Linked DNA regions of Danio rerio: region 2 is linked to region 1. The links are chromatin contacts, called in public HiCAR-type maps. All regions are on one chromosome and are shown on one strand. Each heading gives the region's core, a stretch centred on a gene start, on an enhancer-like site or on the middle of the called end of the contact. The rest is flanking DNA. Distances are from core to core; before and after follow the strand shown. Region 1 holds the start of hsf2 (heat shock transcription factor 2). Region 2 holds the start of gja1b (gap junction protein alpha 1b).

What was found. HiCAR-type assays count read pairs that join an accessible place to other places.
Region 2: a contact with region 1 is called in a HiCAR-type map of caudal fin, with 11 times the contacts expected there. The contact joins the promoter of gja1b here to the promoter of hsf2 in region 1. A contact is called at or near these places in 4 of 18 Hi-C or Micro-C datasets (caudal fin, fibroblasts, hematopoietic stem cells and 1 more) and 1 of 4 datasets of contacts at active chromatin or transcription factors (caudal fin).

What each region holds. Positions count from the first base shown.
Region 1 is chr20:43,774,938-43,780,742 of GRCz12tu, forward strand. hsf2 (heat shock transcription factor 2) reads right to left here and starts at 3,314. Exons shown (of 12, transcript NM_131867.1): 1 at 3,107-3,314; 2 at 1,417-1,525; 3 at 1,174-1,301; 4 at 945-1,069. The coding sequence starts at 3,199.
Region 2 is chr20:44,008,706-44,014,510 of GRCz12tu, forward strand. gja1b (gap junction protein alpha 1b) reads right to left here and starts at 3,365. Exons shown (of 2, transcript NM_131038.1): 1 at 3,271-3,365; 2 at 1-828. The coding sequence starts at 812. It also overlaps a transcript of gja13.2 not described here.

The DNA.
Region 1 (5,805 bases), core at 2,064-4,563:
TCGGCGTCGCTGACGTGCACCTCTCAAAAAATGTAACTACACGTTGCAACGACGCATAGCGCAATCTCTGTGATTGGTCGGCTTGGTATCGCTGACGAGTCTGGGCGGAACCGAGAGCCGCGTGAATGGTGCGAGCCTGATGGAGCAATTGTTTACAAGTGTGGAGTCCCGTGAAAGAGCTCTGGATGGAAAGTTTTGTTTTGTGTTTACCTCATAGTTAAAGTTGTTGCACGTCCGCCGGTTCCTGCCTCAAAATGAGTGAGTTTGAGCCACTTGTACATCCCGGAAGTGTTCAGGAAAAGCAAAACATCAGCGAAGAAACTCGACACAGAGGAACATTAACACCTCACTGCCAACTAGCGTTTCGGAAGTGTTATTGCAGACCAACAGAGACAGCGCGCAGAAGTATAAATGCACAGGTACGTGCGCCGTGGGTTACGACGGTCACTTGACGCAGAAGTATAAACCAGGTTTTCGTGAACTGCGCTCTGGCACACCTCTTCCAACCAGGCCACGGCCGGCCAAGTGAACCATGCCTGAGCCCGATTCAGAGCATTCACACTTCTTAAACGATCCAGGAAATGGGCCTGAGCACGGTTCGGATAGCATAGTGCGAGTAGGCCCTAAGAGTCAAACAAACTAACAAAAAGATACAAGCATGTTTGCAGTAGCTGTGAATTAAGAAAATGCTGTAAAAACATTCTGTTCATTTCACAGACCAATCGTTTAGCCTCATAAGACCTCAAGAGCAGATAGCATAAATTCTGTTTTGCCTGTACGCTTTCTTTGACTCCTAAAATGTCAGTAACTTTTGACCTGCATAATATGAATCACCAAAGACCACAGTTTCAGCTAAAAAAATCTTCTTTAATGTTCTACTGAATTAAAACATTGATTGATTGATGAATGCATTTTTACCAGAACTATAAAGTGTATTTTATTACCTTTTCAGGGTGGCAAGTCTAGCGTCCATATTTTCTTGCTGCTCATGGACGCTTTGAACGCTGGTCAAAATTTTTGAAAGATCATCTTGCCTTATTTTACTCTCTTCAGGCCGCGCATTAGACACCTATATCAACAGAAATAGATTGTTTATAATAATATAAAATTAAACTAAATATATCCTTCAAATATTTTCAAGACTCCTTTCTTTGTAATATACAGGTGTCTTACCTTTCTTTTTATGTTTTCCAGCAGGTCATCTTGCCCATGTTTAAAGTATGGATGCTGAAATTCGACAGGACCATCTCGCTCTTGCTTAACTATGCCCGAATCAATGTGCATCACCTTGCGAAATCCATCTGTTTGAACAGGAAATGAACAAGAAGACAAAGAAAGAAATTTTGATATCAGATTACAGCCAAACAATAATAATGAAGATATTCTGTTCAGGGATAGAGAAGTAAAACAACTTACACATGTTGAGCTGTCGTACAAAACTGGCCATGTTGTTGTGCTTGAAAAACTTTGGGAGAATCTCTTTTGCAAACCTTTGCTCATCAAGTACAAGGAAACTATTCCCTTCCTATAAAATATAAAGAAAAACAATGCTTTGTTAAAAAAAGACCATGTTGTTCTTATTCTGCAGAGCACACACACACACAAAAAAACCTTGACACAGAGTTTAATTTTAGTGCACTGTTTGGTATTCCACAGGGGTCAGTACTTGATCCAAAGTTCAAGGTTTCAGCAGGTTTCATCAAGTCAAATTTAAGACCCATTTAAGACCATTTGGAATGAAATTTTAGACTTATACAAAGCTAAACACTTTTTAGGCCACAATAACAATTATCTAAAGTTCTAAACATTAGATAAATTATCTAAACATTTTTTGCAATGGATTGTTTAGCTTGCAACACACAAGAAAATGCATAAAAAAAATCTAAATTTAGTTATTTCTTAGCCACATATTTTAATGTCAATATTTTTTCAACATAGTTTCAAGCCCATTTATAAATGTTATGTCCATTCCCCCTTACTTCTGTAAAAAGTTTTTGTACAAATGGGAGATCATGTAAAGGGATATGTTGCCCTGTTACTGTCATGAGGAATTATGTTACTGTTTACAGTTTTCTTTTTGTTGATTGGGGAATTTAATTTAGAGAATTTTCTGTAAAACTGTCTAACAGCTGTTGTGATTATATCCCTTTGCAATGAAAAAATAAATGATTTAAAGACCTACAACACAATATTTAGTCTTAATACGAGCGTCCAAAGCTTGGTAATAAATGAAATGCAGGGATGTTTAAGCTGTGTTTCATTTTGCTGGAATGAAAATGAAACCCTGCAGAAAATAAATATGACTTAACTTTGCAAAGAATATTTTTCTGAAATTATATTGTTAAGGAGAAAGTCAGAATGTGCGAATATAAAACCAACTTTACCTCAAAGGTATTCCACAGGGATCCATACTTGGTACAAAGTTATTCGTGCTATGCTGTGTTTTTGATACTTTGCAAACATTATTTATAGGAAAACCTATTTAAAGGGAGGAAAATGGAGATATCTACATGCCTGAACATTATCTGCTAATCCTTTAAAGACAATTTTAAGTAATATATACCCACCTCTCTCAGATTTATTAGCCCTATGATTTTTTGCTTTTAATTGCCAGGAAAATTAAACAGCATTTACTAAAAAAATTTATTCTGAAGGTCTTTTTTGTTTTGAAAATTTTAATGGTCAATGTAATAAGCCTCTTTAACAAATATTTATTTTCGCTACAGAACAAACAAGAATTATCCAATAACTTGCCTAACTAGCATAACATGCCTAGTTAACTTAATAACCTAGTTAAGCCTTAAAAAAACACTTTAAGCAATAAATATATATATATACACACATACACACATATATACACACACACACACACACACACACACACATATATATATATATATATATATATATATATATATATATATATATATATATCCCTAATCTTAATACACACAAAAATACAATGCTGAAAAAATACAAAACAATGTATGACATTTATAATCTGACACACATCCGTCACAATCTACAGCTGATCACATAGCCTTAGAACAAGGATTGCAAACGATTTTGACGCTAAGCTAGAATGCTAACATTGTTGTTTTTTTACCTGACTCCAGCAAATGAATTCATTCGTATCCGAATCCTCGACGAGGGTCCAAAGCTTGGTAAGAAATGCGGGGACGTTCGAGCTGTGTTTCATTTTGCTGGTATGAAAATGAAACGCTGCAGAAAAGAAATAACGTTAATATGACTCAGTTTTTTTCTCGTGTAGACAAAACACACGCACCAGGGAAAACAGCGACGCAACTACACACAACTTCCACGATTCGAGAGCTGTGATTGGTGCGTTGCTGACTTACGTAAGGTTCCTCACGTGTATTGTCATCCGCATGTTGGTGTGAGCCAATGAATGCGCACCATTGAGAAAACAGGGACCTGATTGGCTACTCTTCTACCCCAAGAGAAATAAAACAACACCATGACGTGTTTTAAATGTCTGTGTTGCACAAATACAAAAATAAATCTCTTGTAAATAAATATAAAGAAATGTAACAGATTAAAAACCCGAATCATTTATTTTAAATGTAATTTAACTTCTCACATTTTGCTAACAGATAAGTGAACAATAAAATCACAAATGCACAGAAAACGAATTATATAATAAAGGTTGATACAACTGCATTTGAGCTTTATAGTTGCATTAAAAAAGCCATAACAATTTAGGAAAAACTCAATTCCACTGTATCTTTCACAGACGGGCTGAGAAAAGCCCAATGATTTAAACACTAAGCATACAATTAAACAAAAAAAATGAAACAAAAATAATCAACATACAGTGTAAACATATCAAATAGGAACTTTGTAAGGGGTGAACTATAGCCAAATTCGTTAAACAAATCATACAGCTGCCCTTGATGTTTTCTGTTCACCGTAATTGTTTGAAGGAAAAGAAAATGGAAAACCCGGAGTGGAGTTTAAAACGAGTCAGTAAAGAACGCTGGGAGAAATTCATCGTCGCTCCGTTCCACTCGTTCGCGATACTCCATTGCGCATTTTATTCTGTGAGTCGCTTGCTAACGCTCATTTACTATTTTGAAAGTTTGAACTTAATTAGTTTGTTGAGAAGGAAGCTAACTGGCTAATTGTCTGTCTAAAATGTAAGTTATTGTATATTAATTAGCCGTTTTAATTGTCACAGAGAAGGTATAGTGTATTGTTTACTTTAGGAATCACAATAAGACTTTGCTTGTGATGAAGTATAATAGTTTTTACTTTTTTTGACGATGTTACATGATGCGTGCTTCATAACTGTTCATAAATCTTTTGTTTGTAATATAGTGGCATGTAATTGTGACAGAGTGCTCCTTAAAGGAAATATATATGCCTACAGTATATATTTTCAAGACCAATAAGGGTGTAAATGAAATGTTCAGTAACTGTTAGCCTATATACCATTTCAATGTGGTGATGTCATTGGCCTCTAAACATTTCCTGCTTGTTATCAAACTTTTTTTTAAACTGTAACAAGAGACAATTCAATCATAACTTAATTTTAAAACAACTATCTTAACATTATTTATCAATATGTGGCTCATTCTGGATTCTCAGAATCTATAAATAGAAATTAAAAATGTAAAACAATAACAATAAGTTGGGCCCATTGTTTTTATTTACATCTCTCAAAATTGTCTATATATATGTATGTATGTATATATCTATGTCTAAAAGGGCAAATATATTGATATCACATGACTTGCCACATACAGCTTGCTTTATCTGTGATAATGACTGTGTTAAACAAAATTGTTTATAAAATAAATAAGTTGACAACAGAATATTACACATTTACCTCTATAAAACTACAATTGTGTTCCCTTTCCCCTGTTTTGACAGCAGATACTGTTCGCACATCATTGAAGTTGCAGTTCAGACAGTTTGCACCAGGGCAAAGTGAGCAAGTGAGTATTCTCTTGTGTATTTTAAAATGACACGTGTATGTATTGCAATAATATATTCAGAATCAATTACATTATAGGGTTCTCACACTGTGTAGTTACAGGAACTCAGTTATTAACTCAGGAACAAGCCATATCCTACATGATTCTCTGAGAGTTAATATCTCTCCAGACCTGGTTGTATCATTGTCAGCTTTCTGAATGTGTACGTCTTGGAAAACTTAATTATATCTAATTGTTTTCTTTATTATATGTTTATATATCTTTAAAAATTGCCTTAATCACCCCAAAGAACCACTAAAGAAAAGTTACTGATGCTATAAAAATCTGACATTGCGATATTTTATTTTGCCGCAGTTTATATTACAATATGAATAAATTGCTCAAAGATCTTATGAAATGTGTCTTTAATTCTGAAAACTATTGGACTCGCCAGTCAGGAGGGACTGATTAGACACCATACTTTGTTTTTAAAGCATCAATGTAATACATGAACATAAATCATTGTAGTAAGAACTATATATATATATATATATATATATATATATATATATATATATATATATATATATATATATATATATATATATATATAAAAAAACACATCCCATTCATTTATAACAAAAGACCAGAGTTTTTGATCAATACTGCAGACAGTCACAAGGGAGCCATCAAAATGTTTTGCTTTTCACTTTTTATGACCTGTCATGCACACTTGTTTTGACGTGTTACGTATTAAGTTAAATTACGTATTAAGATAATTCCCACCAACATATGTATAAAGGAAAGCCCCTATGAATAGGATTTAGGATGCAATTTGTACTTTTATTTTTGTCTTGGAAGTGCCATT
Region 2 (5,805 bases), core at 2,115-4,614, 230 kb after region 1:
CAACCATTGTAGTACGCGTATTTGGTCGTAGACAGTTCCTTCGGCGTGGGGCTCAAAGTGCCAGTGGGAAACTGTGTGTTTTGTCGGCTTTTGACGCGGTCCTTGATTCGTTTGAAGAGCACGTAGAAGAGCTCGATGATGTTGAGCAAAAGCGAGAAGAGCGAAACCACTAGCATGAAGATGATGAAGATGGTCTTCTCGGTGGGCCGAGAAAGGAAACAGTCCACCCTATGAGGGCAAGGCGTGCGTTCGCATGTGTACACGGCAGAGAGGCTGAAGCCGTAGAGGTACCATTGGATGACCAGGAAGACCACCTCACAGATGGACTTGAAAATGATGCTGAAGATGTAGGTGCGCAGCAGGCTACCCTTCATCTTCACCTTGCCGTGCTCCTCTAGGCCATGCTTAAACTTCTTGAGCTCGATTTTCTTGAGATGGAGCTCAACGTCGCCGCCGTCGTTCTGCACGGCCTTCAGCTCCTCTTCTTTACGGTTGAGTTTCTCCTCCTTTCGCATCAGGTAGAAGACATGCGCCAGGTACAGGAGCGTCGGCGTGGACACGAAGATGATCTGAAGCACCCAGAAGCGCACGTGCGAGATGGGGAACGATTTGTCATAGCAGACATTCTCGCAACCAGGCTGCTGGGTATTGCACTTGAAAGCTGACTGCTCGTCACCCCAGGCCGATTCCACTGCTGTTCCCAGAACAAGGATCCGGAAGATGAAGAGCACAGAGAGCCAGACCTTCCCTCCGGCCGTGGAGTAGGCCTGCACCTTGTCAAGAAGCCTTCCCAACGCACTCCAGTCACCCATCTTGAGGGAGTTCTAGCTGAAAATAGAAAGCTCATATGTAATCAAATGTATTTAGACACTTTGGTGACACTTGAATATGTCTTAATGTCACTGTATTAGATGCACACTATCAAAGTGACAAATAATACTTCACATTATTTTCTTTTAACCAAACAGTCCATCACTTTTACTGCATTTATGAAAACAGTTCCCCTTCAAGTTCATGCTACTATAATATAAAGTCATATACATATATTAGTTACTTGGCTTTTTTTGAAAAGTTGTAGTGATTATGTAATGCAAAGATGACATTTAAACACGTTGAAGTGTGGCTTATGTGTCCATAAACTTTTTTTTTTAATCTGAGGTCACTGTAGGCACATAATGAAAGTGTTAGTTTCAGCACCTGCTGAGGATGTTATTATGAAAATAATCATGAAAGCTGACCTCAGGATTATCATAATATAAACTACACCTGGTCTCGGATAACAAACATGTGGCTCCCACAAGTAGGGGTTAAGTTTTAGGTTGTAAAGATAACTGCCAGAACTGGCTTTTGCTTAGTGAATTAAACATTCACAAATAAAAGCTAGCATGATAGTTTTTTTTACAGCAAGTGAGTCATCATCCATTGATTAAAAAGATCTTAAATACCATTAAAAAACATTGCCAAGCATAGGACATTGCTTGACTAGGGATTTTAAAGACCCTTGTTTATTCAGCAAGATGTCCTCCAGATATTTCAGAGATGTTTAAATACAGAAAATACCATTCGCTTCAAATCTGAATTGGGAAGCAAGTCTTTGATTAATTTCCCAGTGCAGCATGGAAAGTCAAATATCATAAGGAACTGTTTAAGAAGTTCTAAAGAACTGCCTGTTTCATGTGGTGCAGGCATGAAGAAGAGCATCTCTTCAATATCCTGGACAATTTGTGGGTCTCGTGGCACTAATAAAAAGTTTGAATGGGGTATGTGGAATGTATTTAGCATAATTACAGTGCTAAAATCTGTAAGTGGGGAAAGAAAACAAGCACAATGCGATAAATATTTTTTATTCTTGTTTAGACAATAAGTGGGAAGTAATTACAGTTGTTTTTTCTGTGCTACATTTGACTAAATCTTTGATTTGTTGTTAGGCTGTAAAATAAAGTATAAAACAATGTTGGTCCAACCTTATATTAGGTGGACTTAACTTTTAGCTGAAGCACAATGTACTTTTGTGTTCATATTGTATTGCATAACACTATTGAGGTGGAATACGGGTAAGGTTAGGGAAAGGTTTGGTGATATAGGTAGGTTTAAGAATGGGTTAAGATGTAAGGAATGTGTTAAATAACTAAAAACAAATTACATAATTAATTACATGCAGTTAATTGAAAAAATATAAGTACTATTGTGGATGCTTATAAACCTTGTGTTTCTATCTGTGGAACCTAGCATGACATATACGATGAATTTTTGTTAATTTCTTTGTCTTGCGTGGAAAAGTACAGCAGGTCTGTAATGTAACCTTGAAGAACTGATATAAGCGGGAGAAAGCCATCCCTTAGTCACACTCTGCAGTGAACCTGTGTTTCTGCATGACTGTCTGACCCTCTTGGAAGAGAATAAAATCATCTTCAAATATAATTGGACATGTTTGTGTCCTACTAAGTGATGGAATTTTAATATTGCCACAACACTATGTTAATACATGAGTGTACACAATAGGTGTATCAAGGGATTAGTTTATATGTAAGCACATAGTAGTTAAAGCCACTTAATGTGACACCAAATTGTTTGTTACATTTATTCAAACATAAACTGAAAGGGAAAAAATGTTATTACATTGATTACAAAAATAATGTTGAAATGATTGAGAATTGCAGGTTAAAGTTTGCTATAATAAAGCAGAGTTACATGAAATGAAGGTCTTAACAGCGCCTCCTCACGACACATAAATATCCTTTTTCCGAAAAACAAAGTTGTATTAGAATTGTTTAAAATAGGAAGAAAAACATTTATATTACATCTTATACGATAAGAAAAATTTATTGTTCTAATTGTTTCCAGTATTTTTAATTTGTGACTTCTATTGAGGCTGTTTTTTCTTCATAAATTTCTCCCAAAAACAAAAAGTTATTCCATTTTTGTTTTAATTAACTTCATGCCTTTTAAATTAGTTTATTAATCTACCGACTGTGTCTCCTGCAATATTAGACGTGAATAATAAAGGCTCATTCTAAAATATGATAGCATAATTTACGTTTTGACAAAAAGTAAATAGCAAATATGAATCATATCATGGCGATTAATAGAATTGTGAACGTGTAAACTCATTGAAGCGTTGTGTAAAAGTTACGATTTACCATGAAAATGGCATATAAATCTTTGCAATTATTAAAAAAGTATATTTCCACCGTTTAGCTCTGTATATTATTGTCTTGAAGCAAGAAGAAAAAAAGTTTTGAAAAGTTGTAAGACTGTGTAAAAACTTACCTGGAAAGAAGTAAAGAGTGGAGAGCCCTGTAGGGACTTACTCCGTCGCCTCTGAAGTTCAGTCACCAAATCCAAGTACGCGACTATGGAGAAACTGAAGCACACTTGTCAAACTTTCCCTGCTTATAAGAGAGTCAGAGGGAAGAAAGTGGAAAGCAGACGCACAAAGTTTGGCGAAGTCACATGACTAGCGACGTCACGAGAGTTTTTTGGGTCCTCCTTGTAGCCTAAACTCGCTCACTTGATCCTCCGGTTTACCAAACGCTTCTCTCGAAAACGTCATGAAACTGTCGAGAATTTTGTTAGTTATGTCATATAATAAATCTAAATAGGAAAACAATTTGGTGGCTGCACTGTCGCCTCACGGCAAGAAGGTCGCTGGTTCGATTCTGTGACATTTCTGCGTGGAGTTTGCAGGTTCTCCCCGTGTTCGTTTGGGTTTCCTCCACAATCCAAAGACATTCGGTACAGGTGAATTGAATAAACTGAATTGGCCCTGTATGCGTGAATGAGTGTGTGGATGTTTCGCTGTACTGGGTAACAGCTGGAAGGGCATCCGCTGCGTAAAACATGCTGGAAGTTTGTAGTTCATTCCGCTCTGGCGAGCCCTGATGAATAAAGGGACTAAGCCAAAGGAAAATTACTGAATGAAAGAAAACAAGTTGTAACCTATAGGCTACAATGGCAAGTCTGACTTTAAAACTGAAAAGGTTGAGTGGTATTAGAATTGTATAAGACAAGATTATGATTTTCTGAAATTAGCAAGTAAGCCTATAGCCTACTGATCTTTGTGAGGCATTCATAGACCGTATGCCCCATTTCATCCATAGACTTTCATAAAAGGGGTTGATCCACTTGAAAAGTCAATTACTAGCCTATATATATATATATATATATATATATATATATATATATATATATATATATATATATATATATATATATATATATATATTGAAGTTTTACTTAAAACTGTCAAACAACACAAAATTATGGACAATTTTTTTTTACTTTTTTATCCCCCTTAAATGTTAACAACTGTATATGCACGCAGGTATTATTTGAGTAGGCTATGTGGTGTGTGTGTTTCTTTCTGTCGGTCTTACTATAGCACCTGATATTTCTCATCTTCTTTATGAAAAAGTTGTTACGTATTCATTTTCATTTACGTTTGTCTTTGTTGTCAAATTTTTATTAGAACAAAGCATATTTAAACACACATATTTCATTAAATGCCACTGAAATGCTTTTGAGACAAACAAAAATGAGTAAATCACTGGCCTTGTAGAGACAGGAGTTCGGTTTAGCGAGTGCAACTCAAGCAGTTGTACCGCCATCTTGTGTTCAGTTAGCGAGCCTTACAGTTGACAACATTGATTAAACACACTGGAGCCATTCCAGCGTTATGGATGTAACATTTGCAGTAAAAAAAATCTTAAAACATAAATACAAAAAACCTATATATTAACATTACATTGAAACATTTGTTAATATTTTGCAAAACAACGAACCACAGAGTTATGGGATCAGAAAAATATCTATCTGTTAACATGCTTAATATTTTAAATTAGGAAAGTAGACATGCAAGCCCGTAGCCAGGTAGTTCGGGTAGTTCAAAAGACTCACCCCTCATTGACAAAAGTCCAGAATTTGTCCCATGCATATGACTGCTATGGCATCATAAATAGTGAAAATAACCCATCGAAAAAGGTTTGAAGACCAAGTGGAATCCTCTGTCGGCTGTCGCTTCAGTTTGACTTTATTCATTAATTCATTTTCTTGTCGGCTTTATTAAGCTGGGGTCACCACAGCGGAATGAACCGCCAACTTATCCAGCATATATTTACGCAGCGGATGCCCTTCCAGCTGCAACCCATCTCTGGGAAACATCCACACACACACTCATACACTACGGACAATTTAGCCTATCCAATTCAACTATATCACATGTCTTTGGACTGTGGGGGAAACCGGAGCACCCAGAGGAAACCCACGCAAACGCAAGGAGAACATGCTAACTCCACACAGAAACGCCAACTGAGCCGAGGTTCGACCCAGCGACCTTCTTGCTGTGTGGCGACAGCACTACCTACTGCGCCACTGCTTCGCCCCTAGTGTGACTTTAGCTAATTAGTTTTAGCCAGTTGCACAAAATAATTTTTCATGAGTCCAACATCCAGATGTGCAAGACAGCATGCAATCTGATGAAGTGAGGTCATCTTTTGCTACTGTATTGTTTTTAAAGAGAGAAAAAATATTACAAGTAACTTGTATACTACTGTAAATCTTGGAACAAAAAATGACCAATGAAAAGGTGTGAAGCACAAAAAGCAACCGATATTAAAATGAATTTGAATACTATTTTGGCTATTGTTGTTATCCATGTACTTTTTTTTTTTTTTTTTTGGTTAAGCTGAAAAAAAGAACAGCTTAAACCAGCCTTGGCTGGTTGGCTGCTTTTAGTTGGTTGACCAGCCTGGTTTAAGAGGGGTTTTGGCCATTTCCAGGCTGGTTTCCAGCCATTTACAGCCTGGT